2 separate regions of the Gossypium hirsutum genome follow, and region 2 is linked to region 1. The links are chromatin contacts, called in public Hi-C maps. All regions are on one chromosome and are shown on one strand. Each heading gives the region's core, a stretch centred on a gene start, on an enhancer-like site or on the middle of the called end of the contact. The rest is flanking DNA. Distances are from core to core; before and after follow the strand shown. Region 1 holds the start of LOC107910682 (bromodomain-containing protein DDB_G0270170). Region 2 holds the start of LOC107910298.

What was found. Hi-C and Micro-C count contacts between places; a contact is called where the count stands out from the background.
Region 2: a Hi-C map of leaf shows a contact between it and region 1, with 2.7 times the contacts expected there. The contact joins the promoter of LOC107910298 here to the promoter of LOC107910682 in region 1. A contact is called at or near these places in 4 of 34 Hi-C or Micro-C datasets (all in leaf).

The regions. Positions count from the first base shown.
Region 1 is chrD02:24,372,711-24,380,601 of Gossypium_hirsutum_v2.1, reverse strand. LOC107910682 (bromodomain-containing protein DDB_G0270170) reads left to right here and starts at 3,530. Exons shown (of 9, transcript XM_016838639.2): 1 at 3,530-4,128; 2 at 4,778-4,814; 3 at 4,890-4,968; 4 at 5,047-5,092; 5 at 5,184-5,282; 6 at 5,973-6,041; 7 at 6,127-6,475; 8 at 6,609-6,757; 9 at 7,178-7,891. The coding sequence starts at 3,706. The coding sequence ends at 7,546.
Region 2 is chrD02:24,525,613-24,533,503 of Gossypium_hirsutum_v2.1, reverse strand. LOC107910298 reads left to right here and starts at 4,830. Exons shown (of 5, transcript XM_016838105.2): 1 at 4,830-5,131; 2 at 5,987-6,110; 3 at 6,498-6,594; 4 at 6,871-6,957; 5 at 7,072-7,296. The coding sequence starts at 5,068. The coding sequence ends at 7,206.

The DNA of each region.
Region 1 (7,891 bases), core at 2,281-4,780:
CTCTTTATTTTAAAATTTCACTTAATTTAATTAATTTTTAACGTTATCAAATTAAATTAATGAATATTAAGGCCATGTTTGGTTCAATGTAATGGCATAGCTATTACAACCCTATTCCGTGGGCCCACCCTAAACACCTTTTTGGTTTAATGGAATGCCCTATTATAGGCTTATTCCGTTACGGGCCTATGCAATAAAAGTGTCTGATTTCTATTTTGTTTCTTCACCATCGATTATTGATTCGGTGTTTAAGGAGACCATCACCACAAAAACACTCCCCACTTTGCCCTCTCCCACTTTCTCACCTGAAAAAAGCAGACGGACAATCACCTTCATCGCAGCGTCAGGTAAAACATTTTCTCCCTCCGTTCCTTCCATAAAGCCGTGGCACTAGAAGTGGCAACCTCATCCACAATTGCATCTTCATCGGATTCGAGTGGGATATTATACTTGCCATCACTTATTACAAAGACCTCTGTCTTGCCCAAATGGTTATCTTATAATAACAGTAACTTCTAAATGCAGAAGCAGGGAACTCTAACAGTTTGCAAGATGAGACTTTTGAGAGTTTTGCATTTGCTTTAATTAATAGTGCACTCGAAGTCTTTGAGGTTCATGGTTGGAGGATTTGAGACTTCAGGTATAATTTGTCGTAAATGCTTAATATAATGTTATAGAATCAGGTTGAACCTACATGCTACTAGAAAATGTGTAATCTTTTTTATTTTAGTTTACATGTGGGCCATTTGTTATGTGTTTGCCTTTACATCTGTACTCCATGAATTTGAGTCCCTATAGTAGTCTTGAACACATATAATTCACTTTTAATGTGTTAGCTATTGTGGACATTGACTTTTCATTGAGCCACAACTTTCTTTAGTTGTGAAGCGATGATATTTTGGTAATGGGACCTTGAATCAACAATAGTTTTAGAGCTTGACAAATTTGTATGTGGCTGTAGATTTAACACTATTAATATGCACCTAACACATGCATCCTATTGCCATTGTTGCAATGCCAAATTAGGTTCTTAAAGATGTTATCTTAGAACCTAAACATGTTGACAAACAATTTTGTAACTTGTTATGTGTTATATTTTTGGTAATGTCCATAACATAGAAGCAGATATCCAATATCGTGTTTAATGAAAAATGATTACGTTCTTATCAAGTTTGTCATGAAGTACTTATGGACAAAAAAGGGAGGGGGAACTTCCATTTTCTGCATTTTTGTGTGTGTAAGTTTTCCTTATATTTTTGTACAGAAAAATCTAATTTTTAGTCCATAGGCATTTTGGTTTATTTCTGATCACAAATTACTTGTATTCTCTTTCTATATTATTCATTTTTCATAACATATAATCATGTTTCCTTTCCCTTTTTGCTTGCACTAATAAGGATTCTTTGCTTGTCTTCTAGACCAAAATGGAATTCTTATTCATTTGTTTCATCTGATGGATTGATTACAGCCATGGCCTACTGCTTGCCTCATGTTGTATGTATCATATTTAAATTATTGCATCCAGTTGGTATTATCTTGTTGCCTTGAAGATTGTTGTTTTCACTGATATCATTAATTTATCAGGTCATGGGGGACAGGTCAGGTAACATATGTATGTATGTATGTATGTATGTATGTATGTATGTATGTATGTATGTATAGTTTGGTAAGACTTGGGAAGGTCTAAATGTGTTGGAAAAACTGTACAGAAAAAGTAGTTGAATATTTGGAGCCCTAAGAATTTAGATATGAAGAAAGCTTGTTCCATTTAATAGAGTTCCATTCAACAGTGGATCAAAGGCATCTAATGCTCTACAATTGGGATCCAAAACTGTTTCCAAAGGTTTAAATTCATCACTAAAGCTTCTAATGAGCAATTGTTCTTTTTTTTATTCTTTAACAGTTTTCACAGTGGCATGTGCATTAGAGTGTTTAAGGTTGAAGTAATGAATGAATTGGAGTAACAGAGATAAAGATAGGGTTTGATCTTCAGGAAGTGAGAGCTATGAGATTGAGAATAGGGTTTTTATGTTCTAATGGACCTTTTGTTTATTTGTTTATGATCCATTATTTTGGGAAATTTTTCATTTGTTAGAAGAAATGAAGAGTAGCCAAATCTTGTGCCTTTTGGGGTTATATCATTTGATATAATTTGTTTAATCATTTCCTTTAAAGCAACCATTAATGCAAAACTTTCTCATTAGCATCACCTTTTCCAATTTTATAATGTAGATAAACAAACATTTTTGTTTTTTTTGTTTTTATAATGTAGATAAACAAACATTTTTATTTGTTTCTCATTAACTTCACCTTTTCCAATTTTATAAGGTAGATAAACAAACATTTTTTGTTTCTTTTAGTTGAAAAAAGAAAAATAAATAGATGCTCTTTTTCTTTTGGATGCTTTGTGACTTTATCTTTTTTTAATAAAAATTTTGTGTTTAATACAATTAATTAATTTTAGATTATAACATAGGTAAAAAGTTTTATATAAAAATTATATAAATAACAAATGAAACTTTAGTTGAAATCATAAAATTGAGATAACTTGAGAAGTAATGCATTCAAATAATAGTGTACTATTTTAAAATATAGTAAATAAAATTTTTTAATATTTTAATATAATTAAATATAAAAATAAAAAACATTTTAATATAAATTAATATAAAAATAATTATATTAAGAATGTTATTAAATTATATTTAATAATAATTATATTAAAATAGGATTAAATTATTTATTTTTATTTTTATTTTTATTAAATTATATTTGATAATAATCTTATTAAAATTTAATAACCACATCTAAACAAAATTCTGGTAAAGGTATTATGGTCATTTTAGTTTTTTTTCTTTATGCTATTACATATCTATTTCATTCAACCAAACACAATAATACAATTACAGTTATATTTCATTAAATTCAACCAAATAATTGAATTACTGATTACAGCTCTATTCCATTGTAACTTTATTACATTATAGCTCTATTCTATTCTAGTGAACTAAACGTGCCCTAAATTGTTAAACTGAAAATATAATTAAAAAAAAAACATATTAATAATGTTTATCAAATTAAATTTATATTTTTCAATTATAGTAAAAATTAATTACATTCATCGACTAAAGTAGAATAAATATAAATATAAAATTATAAAAAATCAAATGTTAATAATACATAAAAGAATTAATATATAAGAAATTAATAATAATATTATCTAAATTATAATATTTTATTATTCAAATCATGATGATTTTTTGTATTATTTTACTAATAAATATTTTTAAAATTATATAACATTAATATAATTGATTTTAAATTAGTTAAATATTTTAAAAAAAGTTTTATAATTACATTACCTTTTCAATTCATTAATTGTTTTTTAAATAATTTCATTAAAATTTTTAAAATAATTATTTTTTAAAGAATTTCATTAAAATTTTTAAACAAAGATTTATATTATAAAAAAATATTACAAATTTAATGTAAATAATGAAATTCGTGTCACGTGAGAGTGGGGCACATCCCATCCATTTCACGTGACTTTCCCTCCACGCCGGCATCCTATCCCAGTGATTCCACTCCCTTGCTCCATCAAAGAAAAAAAAAACACCAATATTTCCATTAAAAAATAACAAAAATAATAAAGGGCAAGAAAAAAAAGAATACAGTAATGAGATTGGAGGAGAGATAGCAGCAGAGACAATGAAGAGGAAGAAGGGAAGACCCTCCCTCTTAGAACTCCAGAAACGCTCTCTCAAACAACATCAACAGCAGCAAGCGCTTCAACAAAACCCCCTAAATGTCCTAAACACTATTTCTTCTACCAATTCCAGCCGTCGATCCGCTCGCCGGAACCCCAATCTCCACGGAGGCTCCCCAATTCCCGATTGGATTGCCGGAGGAGGTGGTGATGATGATGATGATGACGACGACGACGAGCGCCAACAGAAGAAGCATAAGCTATTGCTCGGCCTCAATTCTTCTCGTAATCATCACCATTATCCGATTCCTTCGGCGCACAATTCGGCCTCCTGCGGTTCCGATTCGAACGCGGATGGTGGCGATCCCGAGGCATCCCTCAAGCGACGAAAGGTTACCACCCTCAGTCCTAGATCTGATCAAATGGTGATTAGTTATCCATGAATATATATAAAAAATCAAAATAGCTTTTTGTGGGTTTTTGGAAGTGATGTCTTTTGAAACAAAAACAGACAAAAGAAGAACGAAAAAAGAAAAGAAAAAGAGAGATTTTCCTATACTTTGTTTGGATATTTTTATTTATTTCCTTTTTGAAATTGAACTTTTGGATTTCGCGCGTGAATTGCATTCTTGTGATTGGATCGGAGATTATGGACATTGGACAGGTTTGACTAAGTCGTGAACTGTGCTTTTCTTTTTTCTTTTTTGGTTATTTGATATTTATCTTACTTTTTTTTTATTTTTTTATTTTCGGAAAACTTGATTTTGTCTTGAAAATCTTCTTTATTTCCTAATTCTACAAATTTTATTCTTTATTATCTTGTATTTATCTGGCCTTTATTTATGTGCAGAATAAGATATGCACAGACCATCATGTCTGAAGACCCAAAAGCTTCAATTTGTCTTTTCTTTAATATTAAGAATAATTCGCTTATCAAAAACAAAATAATAATTCTACTTTTTATTTCTGCTCATTTTAATGCTACTTTTCATCACCAATTCTTCAATGAACAAGGCAAACCATCTCCATCTGTAGTTTCTATTTGGGTTGTTAAATATGTTGTCTTGTTTGCAGGGAGAAAAAGTATCCAAAACTACGCACACACTTCATGGTAAAAATCAATCCCGACTTTCATGAAAAGGCATTTATGGGAATTCTTAAATTTATGTTCTTTATATGTGGACAGGGTCACCGGTGGAGTTTGGCCCCACGACACCTTTGCCAGACAAAAAGTTGTTGCTGTTCATTCTTGACAGGCTTCAAAAGTATCTGTTATTTTCGGTTCTTCAATTATCCTTTTTCTTTTATCCTATCTTTTTATGAGATTTATCTACTACTTGCAGGAAGGACACTTACGGGGTTTTCTCTGAGCCAGTTGATCTCAAAGAGGTTCATTCTCTTTTTCATTCTTGAATAAAATGTCGATTACTGAAAAGTGAAATCCATTTCATGTGATCATGTTGGATTGATCTCAATACAGCTTCCTGATTACTGTGACATTGTCGCAAACCCAATGGACTTTTCGACTGTCAGGAAAAAACTTGATGGGGGAGCTTATACAACCTTGGAACAATTTGAGGTTTGTTTTGCTAGACTTCACTTTGCTAATATGGATAATGTTATCTGTCTACCCTGGTACAAGGTGTACAGGACTGGCTGGTTGATGCTGATTAAGTATGTATTGATATTTTCTGGATTTTTGTGTATATAATAACAGTTAAGTTTTGCCGTGATTCTGGCAAGTCATTGTAGAATAAGGAGGCATTCTATGTCTTCTGGGGTTACTGTAATGTTGTTGACTGTGATTTTTTAGTTCTAGTCCATTTACCCTCTGAAAGACTTCTTTGATTTGGTTTGAGAAGATGGATCCTTGGTGTACTTGCTTATACTTATTTATTCTTTTAAATTTTATATAATATAGAAGTTCATTGGCATTGCCTATGGTCTGCCCATAATTTCTGGAATATTGATTGCCGAACTTCTTGTTTAGTTTGGTATCATAACAGCATACTCTTTTCCTAGACGACAACTTTATATGCTGTGAGTTGCTTTTTGAGGTTTACTAAGATGATAAAATCGTAATGAAATGATTTTAGTTTGTATAATGGCACTGGGCTTGTCCAGTGAAGATAGTCTTTTGATTCAATTTTGCAGACGTCATAATAATAGAACTTCTTTTAGGGGATTTGTTTTCCAGCATATGCTTTACACTCAGGATACTTGATGTTGCAAGGACTGGAATTGAAACTTTTAAGTTTGATTCATGCAGAAAGATGTTTTTCTGATATGCTCGAATGCCATGCTGTATAATGCACCAGACACAGTTTATTTTCGACAGGTTTGGTCAGCCCTCTCTTTTTATTAATTCTTTTGTTTTGGTACCCCAGTTTCTATCATTTTAAGCATATTGACTGGTTGGTTAGGCACGATCAATGCAAGAGCTGGCTAAAAAGGACTTTGAGAATTTGAGGCAAGATAGTGATGAAGGTGAACCACAGCTGAAAGTTGTGAGGCGAGGAAGGCCACCTGGAAAGAGCCTCAAAAAGTCATTGGAGTCATTGTCTTCGGACCGTGTTGGTTCCGAGTTTTCCTCAGATGCAGCTCTAGCTTCTGGAACAGATGCTTCCGGCCTTCCCAGTACTTACAATTTGAGGAAAGGACCTGGTTTACAAAAGCACCAGCCTGCTGATACATTAACTAGGCCCTCCTGGGGTTCTCATAGCAAGGAAAATTATGCCAATTGCTCGTCTGAATGGGAGAATGAATTTCCAGGTTTGGTATCTATTTGGTAGTCTGACTTTAATACTTATATATGTATATATATCCTTGATTCTTTAACATTTTTAAGGTGAAACCTTATATTGCACGGTTCTTATGCATATTGATTTATTTTCTCACCTTGCAGCTTCTGTTGTGAAGGCTGTGATGAAGTATGGAATGAAACATTTTGCAGTAGATGAGAACAGGCGCGACACCTACAACTATTCATTGAATTCTGGACATGAGCAGCCTATCTTTTCCACCTTGAATGGAGAATTGAAGCAGCTAATTCCGGTGTGTTTCATGTTTTAATGCATTAGTTAAAAGATTAATTTAATGAATTGTTCAGATAGAATGTCTAGCTGACCTTATATTCATCAAGCACAGATAAAATGAATCCTAAAATTTCCTCTTTTTTTGTGCATAATAAATTGTACACAAGATTCTGGGTTAAGAATAGCTTGATTTGTGTTGTATGTTTATGTATCTAGCCAAAGGGTTTTCAAATATTCTGGAATACCATTATTGATTTGAATAAAAGAAGAAAGCAATCGGGATCATTTGCAACATAAAATGCTCTATCCCTTCTACAATCGTGACAATCTCAGTGGCTAATGTTCTTCTATCTCCCTCATCTGTTTTATGTGAGGTGTAACATTGTATCCATTGGTACGTGGTAACATTTTTCTTTTCCCCTTTTGCAATGTGTATCAGGTTGGTTTGATTGCAGAAAATGGCTATGTTACTAGCTTGGCACGATTTGCCGCAGATCTTGGACCTGTTGTTTGGAAAATTGCTTCAAGGAAAATTGATAGTGTTTTGCCTAGCAAGGTGAAGTTTGGTCCTGGGTGGGTAGAAGAATACAGGTCGACTGAGCAGCCACAATGTTTGTTTTCTGGAAAGCAGAGATCTTCAAACTCTACATCTGGTAACCATTCTAGCATACATTTAGCTCCAGCTACTTCTGGTTCAAGCTCTATTGCTGCAAGTAGATCTCCTTTGCTATGTAACGAAGACATCAAAACCATTGGAGGACTAAGCTCTCAAAAGGATTTGACTTGTGCACCTTCCCTTCAGTTTTAGCAAAGACCTTCACTGCACTCGGGTATCGATGGTTCTCTAAGTGGGTTCGGGATTGGTTATGCCCCTCAAATGGGACTGGCATTACAGCCTATGAATTCCTTTTGTGGAAACACTCCTAATAGTTCGGCCATGTGTGCAATGCATGCAAGCAATTTTGTTTCAAAAGAGACTAAAGCAGAAGATAATTCAGTTGGTTTACATTCCAGAAATGCAATGGTGTCGCACCCAGATTTAGCATTGCAAATCTGATAATTTGTGGCAAGAAATGTAAAGATTGAACTGAATATAACACATTTGTTGATTGGAAAGTTGGAGTTGAGTAGTTCTACAAAAAAAGAAGCCAGC
Region 2 (7,891 bases), core at 3,581-6,080, 150 kb before region 1:
ATCATGTAATAACATTTCCATATATTTCCTGTATATACCTGTAATAGTTCGTATCGAACTCATATAATCTCATAACAAAATTGTACCCGTTGAATCATTTAGAATATCGTTGGATACTCGGGTAGCTCATACATGGTTTGCTAAACTGTAATCCGTCAATTCCTGTACATGTATGCTCATACGAGCTAAGAATCTGTATGCTCGTACGAGCTGTAATCAGTAAGATCATACGAGCTGAGTAACAGTAAGCTCATGCGAGCTGAATAACGGTAAGCTCTCTCGAGCTGAAATCGGTAACCCTAATGGCATGTCATTTACATCCGACGAATTCCTAAGGTTCAAACGGGACTTAGTAATCGTCGTATGTCGTTGGATATGCGATTGGTATTCATACATGGAAATTATACAATTCACATACATATACTTCAATTAAAGCATATAAATACACAATTTAATTACACGAACTTACCTCGACGAATATACATAGATACGGAGGCGATTATTCCGAGACTTTCTCTTTGCCTCGATCTAACTCCGTACAAGGTCTAACTACATCTCTACAGATAAATTTAACTCATTTCAACATATAATTCATTCAATTTAATCCAAAACATATTTTTGAAAAAATTACCATTTTGCCCCTATACTTTTAATTTCTTTACAATTTATTTTTTAGTCTCTAGGCTTAGAAAATGAAATTCATGCAATTTTTCCCTTACCCAAGCCTAGCCAGTTTCTATTTATACTAATAGTAGCCCATATATTTCAGAAATTCACAATATTTTCCATTTTTCAATTTAACCCCTAATTGATAATTTCATCAAAAATTCCTTTACAAAAGTTGTTTATCTAACAAAAACCATTCATTTTTATATTATTAAACATCAAAACTCAAGCATAATCATCAATGGAAAAACCCTAATAGTTTAACAATTTTTCAAATTAGTCCCCGGGCTAGCTAAATTAAGCTACAACGATCCCGAAAACATAGAAATTATCAAAAACGGGACAAAAATGCATACCTAATTAAGCTTACAAGCTTGGTCGAATTTGAAGTGAAAAAAGGGCTTTTTTTTCTTGATATTCGGTTGAAGAAGAAATTAAAAGATGAAGGCTTTAATTGTTTTATTTATTTAATCTTTATTTTCTAATTTCTAAAATTAACCTTAATAACTAAGCCAAATTTCAAAATTGCCAAGCCATTATCATCCACTAACATACTAATGGTCTAATTACCATATAAGGACATCCATTTTAAAGTTCCATAGCTATTTAATACCTCTAGCTATTAGAACTCAACTTTTGCACTTTACGCAATTTAGTTCTTTTTATCAAATTGAGCAGGTAAAATTTTTTAACAAAATTTTTATACAATAATACTATCATGTTGTAGACCATAAAAAAGTAATACAATAAATTTTTTGACTTCAGATTTGTTGTCCCAAAACCACTATTCTGATTTCACTAAAAATGGGTTGTTACATTTCCCTTATCACCAAGGAACTCCTTGGCACCTATTTTCTGAATCTCTCTAATAGGATCAATCTTAAGTTGAGTTGTAGTAGGTAAAGGTGGAGCAAGTTGAGTTGAATGAACCACTTCATGTTGTGGCTGATAAGATTGTTGTGGTTGAGGTTCTTGGTTGTTTCCAATAATTGATCAAACAATTGATTCATCATCGTGAAAAACACATTTCTAAATGCGTTCTTTGTATTACCCATGTTGTTGGCAGTAGTAGCTTGTTCTTGGGTAGGCACATGACTTTCCATTTCCTCACGGCGACTTCTTTAAAGCTATTAGACATTTTCTTATCTCACTACAAAAGAAGATTTATCTTAGTACAAAGCATTAAGGACTAAGCTAGAGGTGTACTATGGATGATAGGAGTGTGACATTGCCTTCAGTCTTTTCAAGAATTGGCTAAACCTTAGCTCTGATTCCAAAACTTGAAACACTCCAAACCCAGTCCTTAAGGAGGATCCAATAATATTGTGTCACTACTTTAAACCATTATCTTAAAAACTATTTTTAGTGCAACTAACTTAAACTATAGTGTAAGGTGATATGAAATATAAACCATTTGACGTACAAGACTAATTAAAATAGCACATTGTATCACTATAAATACTTCATTGTAAATTCATTAGAATCACACTTTCATGAACATAAGTTTAAATACAAGATTCATTCTTCAAAATTAAACATCTCGACATCACCCTGCCATGTCATGCATAATACAAAACACTAGAAATCTCACAAAAAAAATTGTCCTCTGTCGTAGTCCAACAATACTTCTTTTACTTCTACAGCAAGCCTGAGAAGGAGAGGTAATTAAGTAAGTTCAAAGAACTTAGTGAGTTCCTAGAGAAAACATGTCAAATATTTACTAATACACCCAAATGCACCATTTCAAAGAGTCAAACAATCACACTATACGTTAGATGGCGAGTACCGTACACAGACAACCTATACGCATACCTTTCCTTTGGCGTATATGGTACACCCATGACACCATTTAGACAAACTTTTTTCATGTTAACCATGTACTCGGATCCTTTAGTCAAAGCCATATCATTTATGTCTTTTGTTGTGATTTGACAATTTGGTTTGCAACGTATAATTGCCCTGCTAGAGGCTACACAACATTTTTCATGTATCATGATCTGCTAGTTCAATGTACAATCCATTGAAGGCAATGCCATGAATATATTTTCCTTAACCATCATTTCCATGATTCAGTTTATATCGTTCTTGCTAGAGTAAAAGGTAGTGGTTTAAAGATGAAGAATAGTTCATACTCTTTAACACAGATACGCCAAAATCAGACTAACAACTCCGAAAAACCATCATTCATATACAGACATTTCATCTTTCAGGGTATGAATACTTACCTTAAGCAAAATATTAACAAAGACAATACACACATAGAAGTAAGATGGAACTTACCAGAAAGTGCAATAAGTCTAAACAGCAGGACCTTTGCCCTTATCACGAGAACCTTCAAGAGTGTCTTGAGCTACAATATAGATAGTTAAACTTATCAGATCACTATACCATAAATTAAATATGCTTGCAAGAAAAACCATCATAAAACCCAGATTCAGGAATTTTCCTTCCTTACATACAAATTTAACACTAAAGCATGCATTGCTAAGATCACGTAAATAACCAATAAATAACCTAGAGTTCACCGATAGTTTCCAGAGTGCTAAAATAAACGAATGAGTTAGCTAAATACAGCAAACCCAACTTTAAGCAGGTTTCTGGTCTTAAGTTTCAGAAGAAGTGAGAGTAGAGAAAAATCTAAAAGGAAAATGAATGCGAAGAAGACATAAAACTTGCCCAAGAAGTCACTACTAACTTTATACAACTAAACACGAAAGTAAGGTTTAGAGAAAAAGTCAAATTATCCCACTAACCCTCCCTCGATAACCGTGACTAAGTACTCTTACCATAATTTTAGTCTTATCAACTATAGTAATTTAGTTCCATTCTAACCAGTTCTCCTTAGACTAACTAAATCGTCCCACCCAAAAATAATAACTAATTCTATCAAATTACGAACTTAACTTAAACGCCTAAACAACTAGGGTGGTGTATACTCTACAGACCAAACTACTGAGCTCGCCAAACACAAGATTCCCCAGTTAGCGTATTCATAGAGTCTTATACTTAGTCAAAACTAATACCTTATTCAAAATTTACTTTAAAGACCATATCTCGATAAACAGTAACCGAATACTAGAACTTCATTGGGCGGGCAGTTACATATATAGTGATTAAGGACGCTTCAACAACCAATTCTTCCTTAATCGTAAATAATCGTGGGAACCACCCAACGATTAACCCTTATCGAATGAATAACCCCAAAAGACGCTTCCACGACTTAATCCGTCAGCAGCCTTGCAAACTAGAAGAATCATACTCTTGTTAACAATCTCAACTGCGTGGATCATTTAGATTAGATCACTTAATCCCACGACGTCACCCAACTGCACTACCAATTGAACCACACCAATTTGTTCATCGGTAAAGTAATTCAGCACCAAATTAGTTGTACCAATTGTGTATTGTTCCCAGCACTGTATAAAGGATCCTTCTTGACATGGAGCTAAAAACAATACTATGAGACGATCCTATCTATCTCTTGACCTGGAGAAAAAGCAAATACCTTAACGAGAAGGGTTAAATACGATTTCGGATCTCACAATTCAAATATCGAATTTTGGTTTACCTTTGGTTAGAAATTGATTTAGTTGCTCATAATAAAAGAAAATAACAAAGGAAATATAATTGAATAAAGCTAAAAAAATAAAATAGAAAAAGAAAAGAAAACGGTAGAAAGGCACAACGCCAAATTGAATAAAGCACATAAATATGTCAAGTTGGCACACTATCGATTGTTTAGGTTGATTTAACAATTTTAAGTGGATTCTCTGCCCAAAGCCATTCACTTTGCTCGGTTAAAACCAATTTCCAAGCATACAATGGGAGTTGTATAATATTTTGGTTGAATTAATTTAATTTTAGAACGTTGGATTATATCACACTCACGTGTGTAAAAGTAAAATCTTTTATGTAAAAATATATTTATAAAAATCTTAATAATAAATGTACAAATTTTCGTCAATTCCAGTTTGATTCTTGGACCTCGATTATTTTTTAGTGTTTTAAAATATTTTTAATTTATATAAAAATAAAAAATAAAATATTATTATAATAATATTTATAATTTTTTAAAATATTTTAAATTAAATTTATAATTCTTTCGATTAAATATATTAAATAAATTAATATTAAAATAACTTGTAGCACTGCATGACAGAATTGGAGTATTGGACTACAAATTCTGAACCAGCACAGAAACCCTCATGATGTCCCAGAACTGATAAATATCTATATTTCAGAAATATAAGTAAACAACGGGCGCCATAGAAGAAGTTAGGCCTGGCCCAACAACTTCCACCACAGGGCTTCTCAAAGTCAAAATCAACTTCCCTGCTTTCAATTCTCACCTGCTTCCTTTCCTTTGCATTTCTTTCTCTCTCTCTCTCTCTCTCTTACATTATGACTATCCTCTCTAATTCTTTGGTTTTACCCACAAGTCTTCCATTCCAATTATCTTCTTCTGGTAATATAATTCCTTTTCTTCATCTCTGTTCTTTTTTTCTTCTAATCTTGTTTTTTCTGTTCATTCGTTCTAATCAACTTTATTTTAAATGGAATATGATTCAAATTCTAAGTTCTAATGCATAATAAATTAATACTCTCCTCTTCTTTCTTGCTTAGGCCGTCGGATTTATTGCAGTAGCTGAAAACTTTTAGCTGCATTTAGTTCTACACTAGTCATTTCCATGATTTTTTTGGGTTCAAGACCCTGCTTAATTTTGATTGCCCTAAACTGTACTTGTTTTTTTTTTATTCAGTGAAATAAGATAGTGATGCAGAAAAAAAAATTGAAGGAATATGATCCATCTTCGTTGTATCTGTGGACTTTGATTAAATTTTCAATATTGAAGCTGTGGGAGGGTAGTAGAATAATTACAATAGGCCTTATTCGTTCTTTAAATTTGTTAGCATACTTATAAAATATTTGACTTGGTGTACCCTTAAACCCTGGGGAAATAACCGACTGCAAATGCTGTAAGCTAAAGATGAAAAGATAACGATTGGATTCGCTAAAGGTAATAGCTTGGTTGGAATTGATTGTTTGACATGATGCTCATGATTGTTTGTTTATTTTAGTTCAGCCGTTCAGATCTTTTACAACAAGAATCAGGGTTTTAGTGTTGATTCAGATTTTTAGATCATACCATCATTATCGTCATCATGTTCATGTCCGTTCTTTGAAATCAGAAAATTGGTTGTCTTTGCTCTTTATACAAACGCAAAACTAAACTAATATTAATTCTATTTTCTATTGTATGTCTACACCAAAGCTGTATCATTGTTTTGTTCCTTACTTTTTTTGTGTGTGTGTGTTTAGGCTCACATTTAAAGACAGCAGGGGGTGCTAGTCCCACAAACTTGTCATTCAATTGTAATGGCTTAGGAAAACTGCATCTTTCTTCCTCTAGAAGGCCAGTAGTAACAGTTCAAGCTTCCTACAGGTATCATCACTGATCACGTTCGGAGCACAAGAATGCATAATAGTACGTACAAGTAGTCCTGTAACTGGCACCTACTAATGAAAGCATTATCAACTAAATACTTAGGTTCTATGTTGATCCAACTTTTTATTTTTCTTCAAGTGTATGTTTCAGACACATTTGGATTGGATATGGAGAGATGACACTCCAAAGACCATCCAAATGTATGGAAAAAACTTAGAAAATTTTGAATATACCCATGTCGAACATATACATGTAACCGACATTCATATCTAAGTCTTGAGTAACATACCTTAAGTTTGTATTATGTTGTTTTTAGATGTTCTGTTGTGGGCATTAATATTATAGAAATACTCAGTGGGAGTCTTTCTCTTCTTGTGTCCTTAGTGATGGTGAAAGACCAAGCAGTGCAAGCATCTTTGTTGGAGGTTTTATTTTGGGAGGACTTGTGGTTGGTGCACTTGGATGTGTATTTGCTCCCCAGGTGATATTAGCATTGCAAATGGATGCAAAATTGCACTAAAATATCTCCTTGTTTCTCCATTATGCATATTTGTTATCTGTTCAAGTAAAATAAAACATCTCCATTGATTCATCAATTCGTTCTGATTTTATAGTTTCTGATTTTTCTGTTTAGATGATTCAGACCTGCAGAACTCTGGGAACTATTATTTGTGTTTGGCTTTTTGTATAACCTGCACTATTTATTGTCATGGCTTATATGATGTTGAATTTGGGTTTTCTTGTTATTCTTCAATAGATCAGCAAGGCAGTAGCTGGAGCTGATAGAAAGGATCTAATGAAGAGACTACCTAAATTCATATATGATGAAGAAAAAGCTTTGGAGGTAACTTCCCCCCCTCCCACCTTTTTTGTCTATAATTATTGGCGTCTAAAGGACAAGTGATTACGGATTAAACATGCGTCCTTTAAATGGTAATAAGTGGGGTTTGTGTTGCAGAAAACACGAAAGATACTGACCGAGAAGATTGCTCAGTTGAACTCTGCTATTGATGATGTTTCTGCTCAGCTTCGATCCGAAGATGCTCCGAATGGAGTTGCGGTGAACTCTGATGAAATTGAAACTGCCATATGAATGGGCTACCTTGTTATTATTCAGATGCTGTTTTAACACTTAACTGATATTGTCATCCTCGGTATGAAATAATATGTGAATTTATTGTAATTTTCCTGTTTTCAAGTAAACAGTCTCTGTCTCTTCACTATGTTACGGGGTGGTTGTTGCACAAATGCATACTACTTCACATTAGATATTCAATTTCCTAATATGATCTTCAGTTCTTCACCACCATAAAAGATGATCTCAAACTTACCCACAAAATTGCTTGTTCTCTTACATATACTAAATGAAGCAGGCTTGTTTTTTTTTTTTAAATATAATATTCTTTTATTGTTCCCAACAATTTGTTTGCGGTGTGGTCATTCTGGAAAATTGGAAATAATGCAAGGGCACTAAAGGAAAAAGAACGGATGGAGGAGCTGTGGCTCAAATATATTCATGAGCCGAGTTTAGATCTAAAAACACGTTCTTATCTCATATATTTGGCACAAAATATCCCTTTAGTTCACTGTTAGTAAAACTTCGCTAAAAACACCTTTAAGTCTCTATCAATTGAGAAAATTGGTTTTTTTTAATAATAAATAATTAAGAATAATTAATTCCGATATTAATATTTTCTGTCAATTGTGCTTGATTCTGATTAATATAAAAACAAATTTAGTTTTTGATGTTTACACATCTTGTGTAAATGTTGATAGAT